Regions from separate parts of the Ovis aries genome. Here region 1 is linked to region 2. A link is a contact called in public Hi-C data. All regions are on one chromosome and are shown on one strand. The core of a region is the stretch at or near the end of the contact, and the rest is flanking DNA. Distances in the headings are between cores, read along the strand shown.

Region 1 (7,342 bases), core at 743-3,242, 120 kb before region 2:
TGGCGGTGAGAGGAAGGAAGTGGCTGTCTGAAGGGTACCCTGAAGCAGGCAAGAGAGACACAGTCCCCAGTAGTCTTCCAAATACCGACTTACTGCTGTGTTAGCAATGTCCCCAGGAGCTTCTTTAAATACAAGGGTGAAACAACCATCACTGGGTGGACAAGACTTCATTTCAAATGACTTCAGTCCTCCTTAGACTTGAGAGAAGCAAGTTAGGCTGCCTCACTCCTAGCAAACATCAATATAACTCTCTTTTGGAAACAAAATTCTCCCTCTCCCACACCCATGTATCCTACCCCCTACCATGAAAGGGAGTTAAAACTGGGCAAGGGAGGGTGCTACCCTGAGAGTAAAGCAACTCTTCAGACAGCTGAAATCAATTCCCCCTTCAATCTAAGAAGTACTGCAGCCGCCAGTCAACACTACCGGTCCATGAATACAGCAAAACGGCAGCACCTGCCACCCTGCATCTGGGGCCTTTTATTTTTTGGTAAATGTGGCAGGAAAGACTCTCAGAGAGAAGATCAACTGCTTTATCTGAGCAAAAGGGAAGCCCCAGGGAAGAGAAACAAGAAGCATCGCGCCCACCCTTGGGCACTTTATGCGTCTCCTCTCTGTGCACTGAAAGGGCTCTTTGTGTCACACACACACATACACACACACACCCCGCGAGTCTGTGTGATTTATTGGTGGGAGGAGGGGCGAGAAGGGTGATTTTATTATCCCTCTTCTCACTCAGTCCCAGCAAATCTCCGCCGAGGCCCAAGCCTGGTGGCCTCTTTCTGGCTCAGTCCCCTCCGCCTGTGGCCGCAGAGATAAGAGAGGGGAGGCGACCAAACAAAAACAGTCATCGATCTAGGGAAGTAGAGAGGAAATCCAGAGAGCTGAGAAGGAAGGAGAAAGGAGCCTGAGGGAGCAGGAGGGTTGGAGGGGTCAGAGGAAGAGGAGCTAAGGCTCCAGCACGGGGGACTGGGGAAGGGTGGGTGGTGGCACAGGAAGAGTCGAGGGGAGGATGGGGGAAGTGCAAGGGAGGTGCCAGAAATAAGCTGGAGGATGCGATGGGAAAGGCGACGGCCACAGGAGGAGGAGGCCGAGAGGTGGAGGAGTGGGGCAGGGGTGGAGTGGGGTGGGGAGGGAAGCAGCACGGGGCATCAATTATTAAGTGATTACATCATCCCTGACATTAAAACAACACACACAGCCCGGGTCCCCGCGGGGGGCCCCGAAAAGAGGGCGGAGGCGGAGTCTGGGCCGGCCTAGCCACCCCCCAAGCCAATCCCTATTCACACCCTGAGGAAATGGACCCCCCAGCCCTGCGCTACCTCGGGGCTGCAGCCCGCAGAGGTGTCCTCCGGAGCGACCACAGCAAGACTCCAAGCAAGGCCAACTCCCTGGCAGCCCCGCGGGGAGCCCCAGAGGCAACGATGGCCAAGAGACTGCAGCGCCGGGCCCCGCGGCGGGGGCGGCGCTGCGCTCGGCGCCCGCGGCCCGCATCTCCGCAGCATCCCCGCGGCCCCGCGGCGCATCCCCGGCCGCTTACCTGCGCTGCGCTCAGGCTCCGGAGCCCATTCACATGGTCCACTCCCCGCCTCCTCCGGCGCGGCCGAAGCGGCTCCGGTGGTTGCTCGGCGGGCCCGGGAGCCGGTGGGCCTTCTGAGAGTGCCCAGGGGGCGGCGCCGGGTGTCCCCGGCCCGGCGACTGGATCCCTCCCAGGCGCGGGCGGCGGCTTTGTGTGCGCCTGGGGAGCCCTCGGTGCGCGGGGTGAAGCGCCGCGCGCCCGGGCGGTGATGGACGCGCGGCTCCGAGGGCAGCCTCTCTTCTGCTCCCTCGGCCGGTTGGCGGGCGGGTCTCGGCGGCCTTCGGCTCGCGGCGACCCCTCCTCCTCTCCCGCGGCAGCCCCCTCCCCGCCGGCTCCGCTCCTGACAGATGGCGCAACTGCAACGACGCGCCGCCGCTGCCGCGGCTGCTCCGAGCTACTCGCGCTGATGCTCCAGCCCCTCCAGCCCCAGCGGGGAGTGAGGGAGGGCGGGAGGCCCCGCGAGAGTGGCAGGCTCCACTGTCCAATCAACGAGCCCCTCGGGAGCAGCGGGCGGCGACCATTGGTGGTTGAAGCGGGGGCGGGGCGGCGATGGGTGGGGCCACCGAGTGGGCAGAGCGTTCCGGTGGCATTGGGCATCCTGGCGTGCTTGTGGTGTAAGGGTGTGAGAGGGGATACTAGATTGGAGGAGTTGTGCGTGTGTGTTTTTTAAGGTTTACGTGGACTTGAGGTAGTGGGTTAGGGTAAGGAAAGAAGAGGAGAGTGTGAGCTTCAGTTTCTGCTTTGGAGAAGGTTGCAGCCGCTACTGCAGAAAGGCATCTGCCATTCCCTCAAAACCATGGGAACCTGCCTTGAGAAAGGGCTATCTTTCCTTTCTGTTGTCTTTTAATTTGAAGGTGGGAGGATAAATTGGGAAACTGTTAGGATGATTAAATTGTTTTCTCTGATCAAACCGAAGAGTGCGGAGCAAGGGAGAATCCCATCACAGAAACCTGGAAAAAAGAGAAACCTGGAAACGCGCGGTTAATATTATCAGTAATTATAAGGAGGGGGAGGAAGAAAAGGAAGGGGATAAAACGGAATAAATTAGAATGAACTGATAGTCTTCTGATATATGTATATATATATAAGCAAAGTCTGCAGGAAGTATTAGGGAAATACGAGTAAGGGGTGGAGAGGGCAAGCGACTACTATGGAATCTGCAATCACAGAGTGGGTGTTTGTTTGTATAGCTTTTTCCAAAAGCATGTTCAATTGTAGCCATTGGTTGTCTTTGTTTTCTCATGAATTCAGCCTTCCCGTGGTTTTTTTCCTTCTCTAAATCTGAGCTTTTGCTCAGATTTTCCTTGATGAAATAATAGCTGGTTTAATATACAACTGGGAGTGCATCAGTCTTTATTTCCTATCCAGCATTTCTATGGCAGGATGTAACTTCATTAAAAAAAAAGCAAACACTTCAGCTTCCTGATTTTCTTTATAGGTAATTCCTGTTTACTGAAAGTTCTACTCTAAGGCATGCTCAGATTCATTCTTCTTAATGATTTTGGCAAGAATCCTACCCTACCCCCTCAGCAAAATATAGCGCTCTGAGAAATATAAGTGAATTGGCATCTGCTTCTATGTTCAAAATCTATAATATTACCTTTCCTGCCCACTAAGTTTTGACTGTAGTTTTCAAATACCAGTCACTTTTTCTGCCTTTTTTTGGATACATAGTACTTAAAAAAAAATTAAACTAAGAGGTATTTATATGGAAACTTCCCCCTGAGAAATCTGTGCAATATTGGGTGGGGAGGGGGTTGTTTGTTTTTAATCTATTTTTATTGGAGTATAGTTAATTTACAATGTCTTAGTTTCTGCTGTACAGCAAAGTGAATCAGTTATACATATACATATATCTACTGTTTTAGATTCTATTCCCATATAGGTCATTACAGAGTACTGAGCAGAGTTCCCTATGCTATACAGTAGGTACACAATACTTTTTAAAGTTGCTAACATTTGTTAAACAAATCCCCATTTTACAAATGAGGAAACTGAGGACAAGAGAAATTAAAAACTAAATTTAAAGTGATTGTATAGTGTGATTACTGGGTTTCTTTCTTCCTTAAAATACTGAATGAAATCATATTTAAATTATGTGTTGATTATTTATTTCATAATCCCAAGAAATGGAACCCCAACTAGGACTAGAAATTTCCATACAAGAGAACGCAAACTTCATCTAGCCAAGAATTGTTTATCTCAAGAGAAGAGGCTCTTCTTTCTCAGTACTAGCCTGCCATGGCTCTCCTAGTTTTCTATGGATTGGAATGGAGAGGCAATTGTCTAGAGCAATGATGCTGAAGCTGAAGCGCCAATGTTTTGGCCACCTGATACAGAGTCGACTTATTGGAAAAGACTCTGATGCTGGGAAAGATTGAAGGCAGAAGGAGCAGGAGTGGCAGAGAGTGAGATGGTTAGATAGCATCGCCAACTCTATGGACATGAATTTGAACAAACTCTGGGAGATAGTGGAGGACAGAGGAGACTGGTGTGCTGCAGTCCATGGGGTCGCAGAGTCAGACACAACTTAGCAACTGAACAACAGCAACAAATGATTCTAAACCTTAGCATGCATCAAAATTACCAGAAGGGATTTGTTAAAATACTGATTGGTGACCTCCACCCCCAGAGGGTCTGATTCGGTAGACTTGGAATGGAGCCCAAGAATTTGCATTTCTAACAGTTCCCAGCTGATGCTGACGCTCCTGGTCTGGGTACCAGGCCTTGAAAACCACTGATCTAGAATCAGGCTGTCCAATGTGGTAACCAAAAGCCACACCTGGCTCTTACACACTTGAAATGTACTTGAGTTTTTGATATGTGACTAGTGCAAATTTAAATGTCCTGTGAAAGAAAAGACTCATTGGATTTTAAAGATTTAGCATAAAAAATATAAAACATCTAAATGATTTTTATATTATTCACATGTGAAGATGATAATAGTCTGAATATATTGTGCTAAATATACTATTAAAGTTAATTTCACTTATTTCTTTTAACTTTTTAATGTGTCTACTAGAGAATTTTAAATAGCGTATGTGGCTCACATTACATTTCTACTGGACAGCACTAGACTAGATTATTTCTGATTCCAGCTCCACACTGCACACTGTTGACAGCACCTTGATGGGACAAATCACTTGCCTTTTCTGGCCCTTAGTGTTCTTATATGTAAAATGGAGACAGAGGAAGACTGATCTGAAGCACGCTACTTGTTTGAAGACTAAATGGACATGAAAGGGTACCGTCTTCCTTTTTGAAGATAATGTCATGTACTCTCAGAAAAACCGCTCTTGAGATAGAGCCCTCCTTGGAATTCCATGTGAGGTTCAATTTATCTTACATGAAATCTGGAGTAGGTGGAGTGAGGCATCTCATTGTTTATGGTTTCTTCAAGAGGAGTCGCTTTTTTAGCGTCTGTAACTCTAATAGCTCCTTGATCTAATTAGGGAACAAAATGAAGAGACAATGCAATTAAGATGACAGATTAACCTGCTCCCATCAAGACTTCATCCTGTTTTTGTAATTCTTTCCTTGCCTACCTTTCTATCTGTTGCCCTTCTTAAATGTGGGTTTAAATGGATTTGGCCTCCTAGGAGGATTAGCTAATGGTCTGAACAAGTGTATAGAGTACTGGGAAAGATTTGGATGCTATTCCCCATTTTGATCTACTGTGCAGGTCTCAACACACACCTTGATTAAAGATCCATGGCCCTGCCCCTAGCCTTCCTGAGATAAGCCATCTTGTCCTCTAAGCCCCCATTCTGTTTTCTTACTGACAGCTTAATATATACAAACTAGAATGTAGACATTGTTCTAGAAATTCTCTTTGATTTGACGGGTACTGGTTATTTTTCTCTTTCTATTTCTTTCAATTTTCCTCTTCCTATCTGGGCTTTGTTTTGTCTCAACTGAATTTCTTATTCTCTTGTTTTTAAAGTAACATTTTCCTTCTCTTAAATTTTATTTAATTGAAATATTTTCTTGCTTGATAATTACATTTCAGTTTTAATCTCTTAAATGTTAACTCAACAGCCACATATACAGCAAGGGTAAGAATCCTTAATATAGAATGCTGACACATCCATAGGAAGCAAAAATGAATAATTCGATTGAAAACACATGAAAAGTAAGTGCATCCACAAGGTGAAAGTGAAAGTGTCTCAGTCCTGTCCAACTCTTTGCAACCCCATGGACTATACAGTCCATGGAATTCTCTAGGCCAGAATACTGGGAGTGGATAGCCTTTCTCTTCTCCAGGGGATCTTCCCACCCCAGGGATCGAACCCAGGTCTCCCGAATTGCAGGTGGATTGTTTTCCAGCTGAGCCACAAGGGAAGCCCAAGAATACTGGAGTGGGTAGCCTACCCCTTCCCCAGCAGATCTTCCTGACCCAGGAATTGAACCAAGGTCTCCTGCATTGCAGGCAGATTCTTTACCAACTATCAGGGTATCAGTACTATCAGGGATCAATAAACATGAAAAGAGATATAACGCTGCTTGTAATCAACGACCTAGTTGGCCAAAGACATAAAGGATGTAGGGAAGTGGATACCCACACTGCCAGAGAAGATGCAGCATTATATCACTTCTAGAGGGTATTATATCTCTTCTAGAGGACAACTTAGTAACATTTATGAAAAGCCCTTTGGGGAAGGAGAGGGTGGAACAAATTGAGAAAGCAGTATGGAAACATATACATTACGATATGTAAAACAGACAGCCGGTGTGACACAGGGAGCTCCGCCCAGTGCTCTGTGACAACCTACAGGGGTGGGATGGGGTGGGAAATGGGAGGGGGATCAAGAGGGAGGGGATATATGTGTACCTGAGGCTGATTCACATTGATGTACGGCAGAAGCCAGCCCGATATTGTAAAGCAATTATCCTCTAATAAAAAATTTTTTTAAGAAGTATATACTTTTGATACAGAAATTCTCCTTCTGGAAAGAATGGAATGAGTTTGCAAAGATACACCTATGTTGTAAGTAATTGGAACATTGTCTATAATGATGGGATTTGGTATACAAACTACACTATGATAGAACACTGCATAGCCATGAAAATGATAATGATGCCATTTATTTATGTGAAAAGATTTCCACAATAAAGTGTTAAGAGAAAAAAGTGAACAGCAAATTCGTATGGCTATGTGTACATGTAGGTATGTATATTTATTCCATTATTTTAAAATTTATCTCTATAGATACATTTTCATAGAAAAGTATGTAAGAACATACATTAAAATGTTAACAGTGATTTTTCTCCAAGTTATCAATTACAGTTTATCTTTATTTTTGATCTTTTCTGATTTTCTGAACTTTTTGCATAACCAAAGAAACAGTAAAATAAAACTTAACGTTTTTTCTTTCTTTGCTACTATAATTTTCCCTTTTCTCTTCCTCCTCTTCTCTGCTTTTTTCCCTCCCATTTGGAGAATTCTTGCCAGAGAGGTGATATCTAGGAGAGGCCTCCCACCAGGGCTAGGAGGGTTGGAAGCCTCCTGCTCTCATCCACTCACAAGTACCCTTCTAGATTCTGATGGACCTCTTGGGACTTGTAAGAATGATTCTCCAAAAGCAACTTTGAAAGCAGGAGACCCCTGGGAAATGCCCCAAGGCTAACCTCTGAACACCTGGTTTATTGTGAAACCCTTCTTCTGACATCTCATGGCATCAAGTTCTAATGGAAAGAACTACATCGTTTAAAATCTATGATGTCCAGACCATAGCCAGTAGATTTAGTCTGTTTTGGGTCCAC
Region 2 (7,139 bases), core at 111-2,610:
GACTAAAGAAGGGACAGGTGAACATAATTAGGAAAATTAGGAACAGAATAATAGGAATCAGCCAGCCTGCGATCTGGTTCATGGGTAATGGCCTTCGATTAGAATCGTACCGCTCCTTGAGTGGCAGTTCTAGAAATCTCAGCATCGAGAGAGGCTGTAATTGCTTCCAGTGTTATCTGCTTTGTTGTCTTGTCATTTTATTTCTTAGCTGTTTTATATTCTGGGCACAGAACCAGCTGGGGAGGATACCAACCCAGTGGTGTCATTGCTGGTGGCTCGCTGCTGGTACCGTCTGTTTAAACCTTGGCTTTTTATCCAGGTCCTTCTTACTGTTCATGGTGGGTCACTTGGAAAGATGTGGTTCCATTTGGTAAGTTGAGGAGGAGAGGGCAAGCGTTTTAAAGGTCACCAATTAGGCAGTGCTTTACAATTGGAAGTACCTTTGGCAATTTGCTTTTTTCCTTTGTTATACTTCGGCCTGTGTCAGGAAGAGCAACGCACGCACTTGCGGGCTCCGGCCTCCTGACATACCTGCCCTGGGTGTGACCAAGCAGATTTCCCAGCCGCCGGAGCCTGCAGGTTCCTCCCACTGAGTGAAGAGAGGCGGTCAGCCCTTCCCCCACCCGCCTTCAACATGAGGTTGGAGCGTAATGAGCAGCGACCTCTAGTGTGTGGTTCCGGATTTGCGTTTGGCTAAGAGCACAGAATGAAAAGAGCAAAGATGGGAATTCTGAAATTCCCTGCAAACAAAGGCAAGACGGACGGTTTCCTCCTTGTTTTTCCCGGGTAGACAAGCTCAGGACGGAGGATTCGTTTCACTTGCATTAGCACACAGCCATCAGGTCTGTAGATGCTACTCAAAGAGTTACCTTTTTATTTCTCCAGCAGATTTCCTCCAAGTAGATCACCAGTACTTTTTTTTTTTTTTTAAGCCTTCTTGGTTGCTTTTAGAGTTCAGTCAGGTTAGCATCAACCTCTCTAACTGTGGAGAGTGTATACCTACTGGAGAGAGGGTTGAGCAGGGGAGGATCGGGATGGGGGGATGCTCAGAGAGGGGCGTCAGGCAGGGTCTGTGGGGAAACTCAGGGTCTCCAGCTCGGCCTTCCTCGGTGGCAGCGGCTCTCTGGGGGCGGCTGTCTCTCCATTTCTTCATCTGGCTATCGGCTATGGAAGACTTCCTTCCCCTGACCTGGTCCTTCCAATAACAGCCAGCGAGGTTCCTGCCCTCTCTCTCTCCTTTCCTTGTGTCCAGCCCTTCCCACCCTTCTGAAGCCGGGTTTTGAGTCTCAGGGGTGATGTTGAGGCCAAGTTAGCTCACAGGCTGATGGTGTTCGTTCCCTCTGAACAATGAGGTCAAAGGATGATCTCCAAACTCTTGTCAGGAGCCAGGAGGAGAGTGTTCAGAGAAAGGCTAAAATCACAGTGCCTGGTCCATGACTTTGCTGTTTTGCAATGGGAATAGGGGTTTGGGGTTTGGGGAGGGAATATATTTCCCTGTAACTTCAACCCACTGAAGGCTGTTACGTTCACAGGATGTTTTTACGATAAGAACTGGGTTTGCCTCCTGCATCGCCCCCACCCCCTGCCTTTTAACAAAACTTCGAAGTAGAAATGCTGCATTTTTATGACTGGTTTTACTTTTTCAGTTATTTATCTTTTACTGCGTTGGGTCTTAGTTGGTGCATGTGGGATCTTTTGTTGTTGTGGGCAGGCTCCAGAGCATGGGGGCTCTGTAGCTGTGGCCTGAGGACTTAGTTGATCCAAGGAATCTGTGATCTTAGTTCCTCAACCAGGGATCAGTCTGAGTCCCCTGCATGGGAAGGTGGGTTCTCAACCACTGGACCCCCAGAGAAGCTCCTTGGCTGCTGTTTTTAAAGCTGTGAGCACATCACTGTGCTTGAGCCTTCCTGGTTTCACGAGTGCTTCCTCCTCCCTGCACTTTTAGATCGCGGACCTAAGCAGATGCTTCAAGTAAGAGCCAATCTTACAGCTGACAAACCAGATCCTGGGCTCAGGTTGTCCCTGGCCCTGTGTGCTCCCTTAACATCACACTTATATGCCAGGATCGGGAGTGACAGAGGAGGGTGAGCCCGTGAACAGGAAGATAAAGGGAGTGGTGGGAATTACACATAGTCAGGGCCAGGGAAGCCTGTGAGAGCACTGGATCGGTTCAGCAAGTTTTCCCAGGTGGCCTGGCTAAGCCTGTGGCACAGCTTAGGAACAGGTTTGGGGCAAGAAGAAGGTCAGGCCAAGGGGGAGGGACATAGCGAAGAGGAAAGGTGGCTAAAGCTCCCTGGCCTTGGAAACAAACGATCAGCACCTTGGCTCTGTCTTTGGTGATGTGGAAAGCTGCTAGAATCCCAGCTCAAGAAGGGTAAGAAAAGTAAAATAAAAATGACGGCTCAATAAAAACAATATTACTCAGCCATAAAGAGGAATGAAACTGGGTCATTTGCAGAGGCGTGGATGGACCTGGAGTCTGTCACACAGAGCGAAGTAAGTCAGAAAGAGAAAAACAAATATTCTATATTAACACATGTATGTGGAATCTAGAAAAATGGTACAGATGATCCTAGTTTCAGGGCAAGAGTAGAGACACAGACGTAAAGAATGTATGTGTGGACACGGTGGGAAGAGGAGAGTGGGATGAATCGGGAAATTAGGTTGGACGTAAATACACCACCATGTGTGGAACCACAGCGGGTGGGAAGTTGCTGCATAACACCGGGAGCTCAGCTTGGCGCTCTCTGATGACGTGGATGGGTGGGAGGGAGGGGCCGTATGTATATTATAGCTGATTCATTTGTTGTACAGCAGAAAATAACACAACATTGTTGAGCAGCTATACTCCAATAAATAAAAAGAAAAAAAAACAAAAATGACACCAGTAGGGGAAGATAATTCTGGTTGAGGTGGCAAGGGTCAGTGCAGGAGGGTAGCAGATTTAGAGGGAAGAAGTCTGTGGTGGAGGATTGTCCCCATGGGAATTTATCAGTATCTCTTCTCAGGCTGTGACGGTACAAAAGAAAGGTAGGAGGACTCAATAGTAAGAGACGAAAGTGGCAGCAGGACTTGCTAATGAACTGGACTAATGAAGATTAGGAATGAACCAAAGATTTCTCAGAAGTTCTCTGTCATGGAATAGGCAAATGGTAGCATGGATGAAGGGAGCACTCAGGAAGGGCGGGCTTTTCCTGGAAGTAGATGGTGATCCAGGTAAGGGCTGCACCCTGCAAGCAGAGCCCCGCTGGAGAAAGGTCAGGCTCACTTTCAGTTCTCACTGTCCCCCTTCTACACCCCTCTGCCTTTGCCTGGCATGGTTGCCATTCATCCAAAATGCGTGTTGACCCAGCAGATACTAATGGCCTTCTCTCCTTCCTCAAACCTCCAAACCACCTTCTTCATCTCATGCTCCTTCCGGTTACCTGCAGGAGCAGGCGCAGGTAGTTTTGGTTCTCCCATGACTTATAACTCTTTGGAGGGGAGTGAATCATCTTACGTGTCCTTTCTCATAGTGTATGCTTGGCATGTCACTGAACACCTAAAGTGTTCTTTACATGCATCTGTCAGTCAGGGCTCTTCAGAGAACACACACACACAGACTTAAGAATTGGCTCACATGCTTGTGGGGTTCTGGAAAGTCCTAAATCTGTAGGGCAGGCAGCAGCTAGGAAACTCAGGCGGAAATAGATATTATAGTCTTGACAGCATTTCTTCTTTGAGAAGCCTGTTCTTGCTCTTAAGGCCTTCAGCTGATTGAACAAGACTCACCCACATTGTTTAGGGTCATCTCCTTAAGGTCAACTATTGTAGATGTTCACCACATCAACCAAATGCCTTCACAGAAACGCCTAGATTAGCATTTTATTGAATAACCAGATACCAAATTGACATATATTAAAATTAACCGTCATAGAGCATTTGTTAATGGAAGCATGTTGAAGCACCAGTCACAGCTCGTTTCTTTGCACTTTGCTTTATTGTGCTTTGGGCTTCCCTGAAAGCTCAGTTGGTAAAGAATCTGCCTGCAGGATTCTTTAGGAGACCCCAGTTCAATTCCTGAGTTGGGAAGATCCCCTGGAGAAGGGAAAGGCTACCCACTCCAGGATTCTGGCCTGGAGAATTCCATGGACTGTACAGTCCATGGGGTCGCAAAGAGTCGGACACGACCGAGTGACTTTCTCTTTCACTTCACTTATTGCGATTCATGTACACTGTGTGTTTTTTTTTGTTTGTTTGTTTTTGTTTTAACACATGGGAGGTTTTTGGGTAACCTGTGCCAAGCAACCCTATTGGTGCTATTTTTCCAACAGCATTTGCTCATTTTATGTCTCTCTTTCACATTTTGGTAATTCTCACCATATTTCAAACTTTTTATTATTATTATATTTGCTATAATAATAATATAATTATATAATAATTATCTATCTATCTATCTATATATGGGCTTCCTGGTGGCTCAGAGGTTAAAACATCTGCCTGCAATGCGGGAGACCCGGGTTCGATCCCTGGGTCAGGAAGATCCCCCGGAGAAGGAAATGGCAACCCATTCCAGTATTCCTGCCTGGAGAATCCCATGGACAGGGGAGCCTGGTGGGTTACAGTCCACAGGGTCACAAAGAGTCAGACACGACTGAGCAGCTTCACTCATATATGTATATAATTTGTGATCAGTGATCTTCGATTCTATTACTACAACTTAGCAATATTTTTCAATTAAAGTATGTACCTTTTTTTTGGCATAATGTTGTTGCACACTAAATGACCACAGTATAGTGTAAATGTTAACTTTTATATTCATTGAGAGACCAAGAAATTCGTGTGACTCATTTTATTGAAATATTTGCTTGACTGTGATGGTCTGGAACCAAACCTACAATATCGCTGAGGTCTGCCTATAACTCACTGTATAGGATTCAACAAAGTGGAGTCTTCAGAGAGAGAATGGAGAAGGATCACCGAGGGAACTTGACAAGATGCATCAAATCTCTGGGGTGTGCAGAGCAGAAAGCTACACCGTGCTCCTGGCCAACTGGCTCTCAAGAAATTTTACGAATCAGCGGGAACTTGCAAGATTCTGGCTGTTTGAGGATTAAAAGGAAGAGGTGGGGAGATCACTCTTGGAAGGTGCTGGAAATATTTCAGTGCAAAAGAGTGGGGTGGGCTTGGGGAGAAATGAGGAAAGACAGAAGCAAGGGAAGAGAGAGAAGGGGGGTGGGAAGGAAGGGAGAGAGAAGAGGGGGAGAGAGAGGAGGAGGAAGAAAGGAGAGGCAGGGAGGGGAGAGACAGGGCAGAGTTTCAAGTCGCTGTTTGTTGTCTGTGACTAAGCGAAACTGAGGTTAAATTTAAGTGGCTTCAAAATTAGAAAGAAATTTTGTCTTCTTAAACTGATAGAAACTAGTGAGAGACTCTGGAAATGTGAGAATAAAGTCAATAGGAACCCGAGAAAAGCAAAGCAGATGCTCTAGTGAGGAGAAGGAGCTTTTGACAGATTTTCAGATGACAAAAAGCCAATTTTTATCTGGAAATTGTTTTTTTTTTTTTTTCAAGTAAATTTGTGTAGATAAGACCTTGCAGGAGTTAAAGAAAAAGAAAAAAACCCAAACAATTAGAAAAGCCAAACAAAACCGCTTACAGCAGAAATCCAGATATCTGCTGCAAAACAATTAGTATTAGCATTGCTGCAGCATTCCCGAAATAGATGAGCTTCACCATTAGCCTTCTGTGAATTCAAGCAAAGAGGCATCATTATCCAAATTATATGCCTGGAGAAGGGGGCTTCTGCACCAAGATGAACTTGTGAAAAGACCGTTTAAACTGAAGGCAATTTTGTCTGTCTGTAATTTGTACTATTCCCCTTGCTATCATTGAAGATATTTGTGCTTGAGCAAATTTCTCACTCTCAATCTGATTTCTCCTTTTCCTTAATCCAACCATGAAGTCATAAAATCCCCTGTTTGGGACAATATGATTTGCTGCCATGGAAACAATTACAATATCATAAATTTATCTTGCCCTGTGATATCAAAGAGGAAAAGCAATGATACTAACATTTTGCTGTTAAATAGTGCCACTCATTCAGCAGTCACTGGCTGTAAATATCATCGATTTGCAGATGGGGAAAACTGAAGCCAGGAGCTCTCAGGCTTGGGTCTAAAACTCCTGAATTTTAGACTGTGGCAAGAATGCCCAGCTCTTTCTGATTCCCACCCAGAGAAGCAGTTAAGGGGCCAGACTCTTGGTCTCCATGCCTCTTTTTGGATGAGGGTGGAAAACCGCCTCCTCTCCCAGTGCCTGTAGTTTACCAACTGTTCCCAATTATGAGAGTATTGGATGGAAGCTAGTTTGATAAAATATATAAATGAAAAGCCTTTGGCAGTTGCCACAGTAGTGAAAACATTTATATACATAGGAATAAGAAAGAGGTTCTGAAAAGTGCATTAAAAAATAGCACTCATATCCAGCCCAGCCTTGGCCTGACACTCCTCAAGTCTTATCTATATGCTCATTCTCTTGGTTCCTTGCCATCTGTGGATTTACCTAGAAGCTAATGGCACTTGAACTTCAGGGCTCCTCACATGTATAGACTCTTTTCAAGGCTCTGGGATTGTGTGTTGTGTTCACTAGGCAGACTTTTTAAACAGATCTGCACTCCTACTTCCTCTTGTGTTGCGTGTTGTTGACATTTTGGGTTCCTGGTAAAAGGAGGTGAGCTAGGGATGCATTTGTATTAAGTGCTTTGCACTCACTTCTTGTATGGTTAAGTAACAGGTAGCCATTTGCAAGCAGCAGTGGCTTCCAGGAATGCTCTTATCATCCAATATGTGGTGTAAAGTATTAATAAGTCTTAGGTACCCATTACTGGAAACAGGCATTGTTGGCCTTCTTTCTTCATGGAGCCATGCGCATGATGCGATAATTTATCCCTTATTTTGGAGAGGATGCCCTGGCATTCTTCAGATCCCTGGGGACCTAAAAATCTTACCAATGTTCCTGAATCTTCATAGGATTTATTGCCCACCCTCTAGAGTACATGTTGCTTAACCAGGCCTGCAATGTGTTAGCCACTTCTTGTTCATCCAATCCAATTAGCATGATGTCACTAGTATAATGAACCAGTGTGATATTCTGTAGGATGT

The links. A called contact is a pair of places that touch in the nucleus more often than the background predicts.
Region 1: a Hi-C map of tail adipose tissue shows a contact between it and region 2, with 3 times the contacts expected there. The contact joins the promoter of FYN here to the enhancer-like site in region 2. A contact is called at or near these places in 4 of 16 Hi-C or Micro-C datasets (blood, muscle, omental adipose tissue and 1 more).

What each region holds. Positions count from the first base shown.
Region 1 is chr8:25,875,398-25,882,739 of ARS-UI_Ramb_v3.0, reverse strand. FYN (FYN proto-oncogene, Src family tyrosine kinase) reads right to left here and starts at 1,992. Exons shown (of 14, transcript XM_060419485.1): 1 at 1,541-1,992.
Region 2 is chr8:25,750,607-25,757,745 of ARS-UI_Ramb_v3.0, reverse strand. No RefSeq gene overlaps it. Among named protein-coding and RNA genes, the nearest start is that of CCN6, 55 kb to the right of the region's middle. Within about 2 kb of position 1,360, at least 21 of the 54 cell types and tissues checked have an H3K27ac peak or open chromatin away from gene starts, as enhancers often do. A contact at or near this core is called in tail adipose tissue, where this site is marked.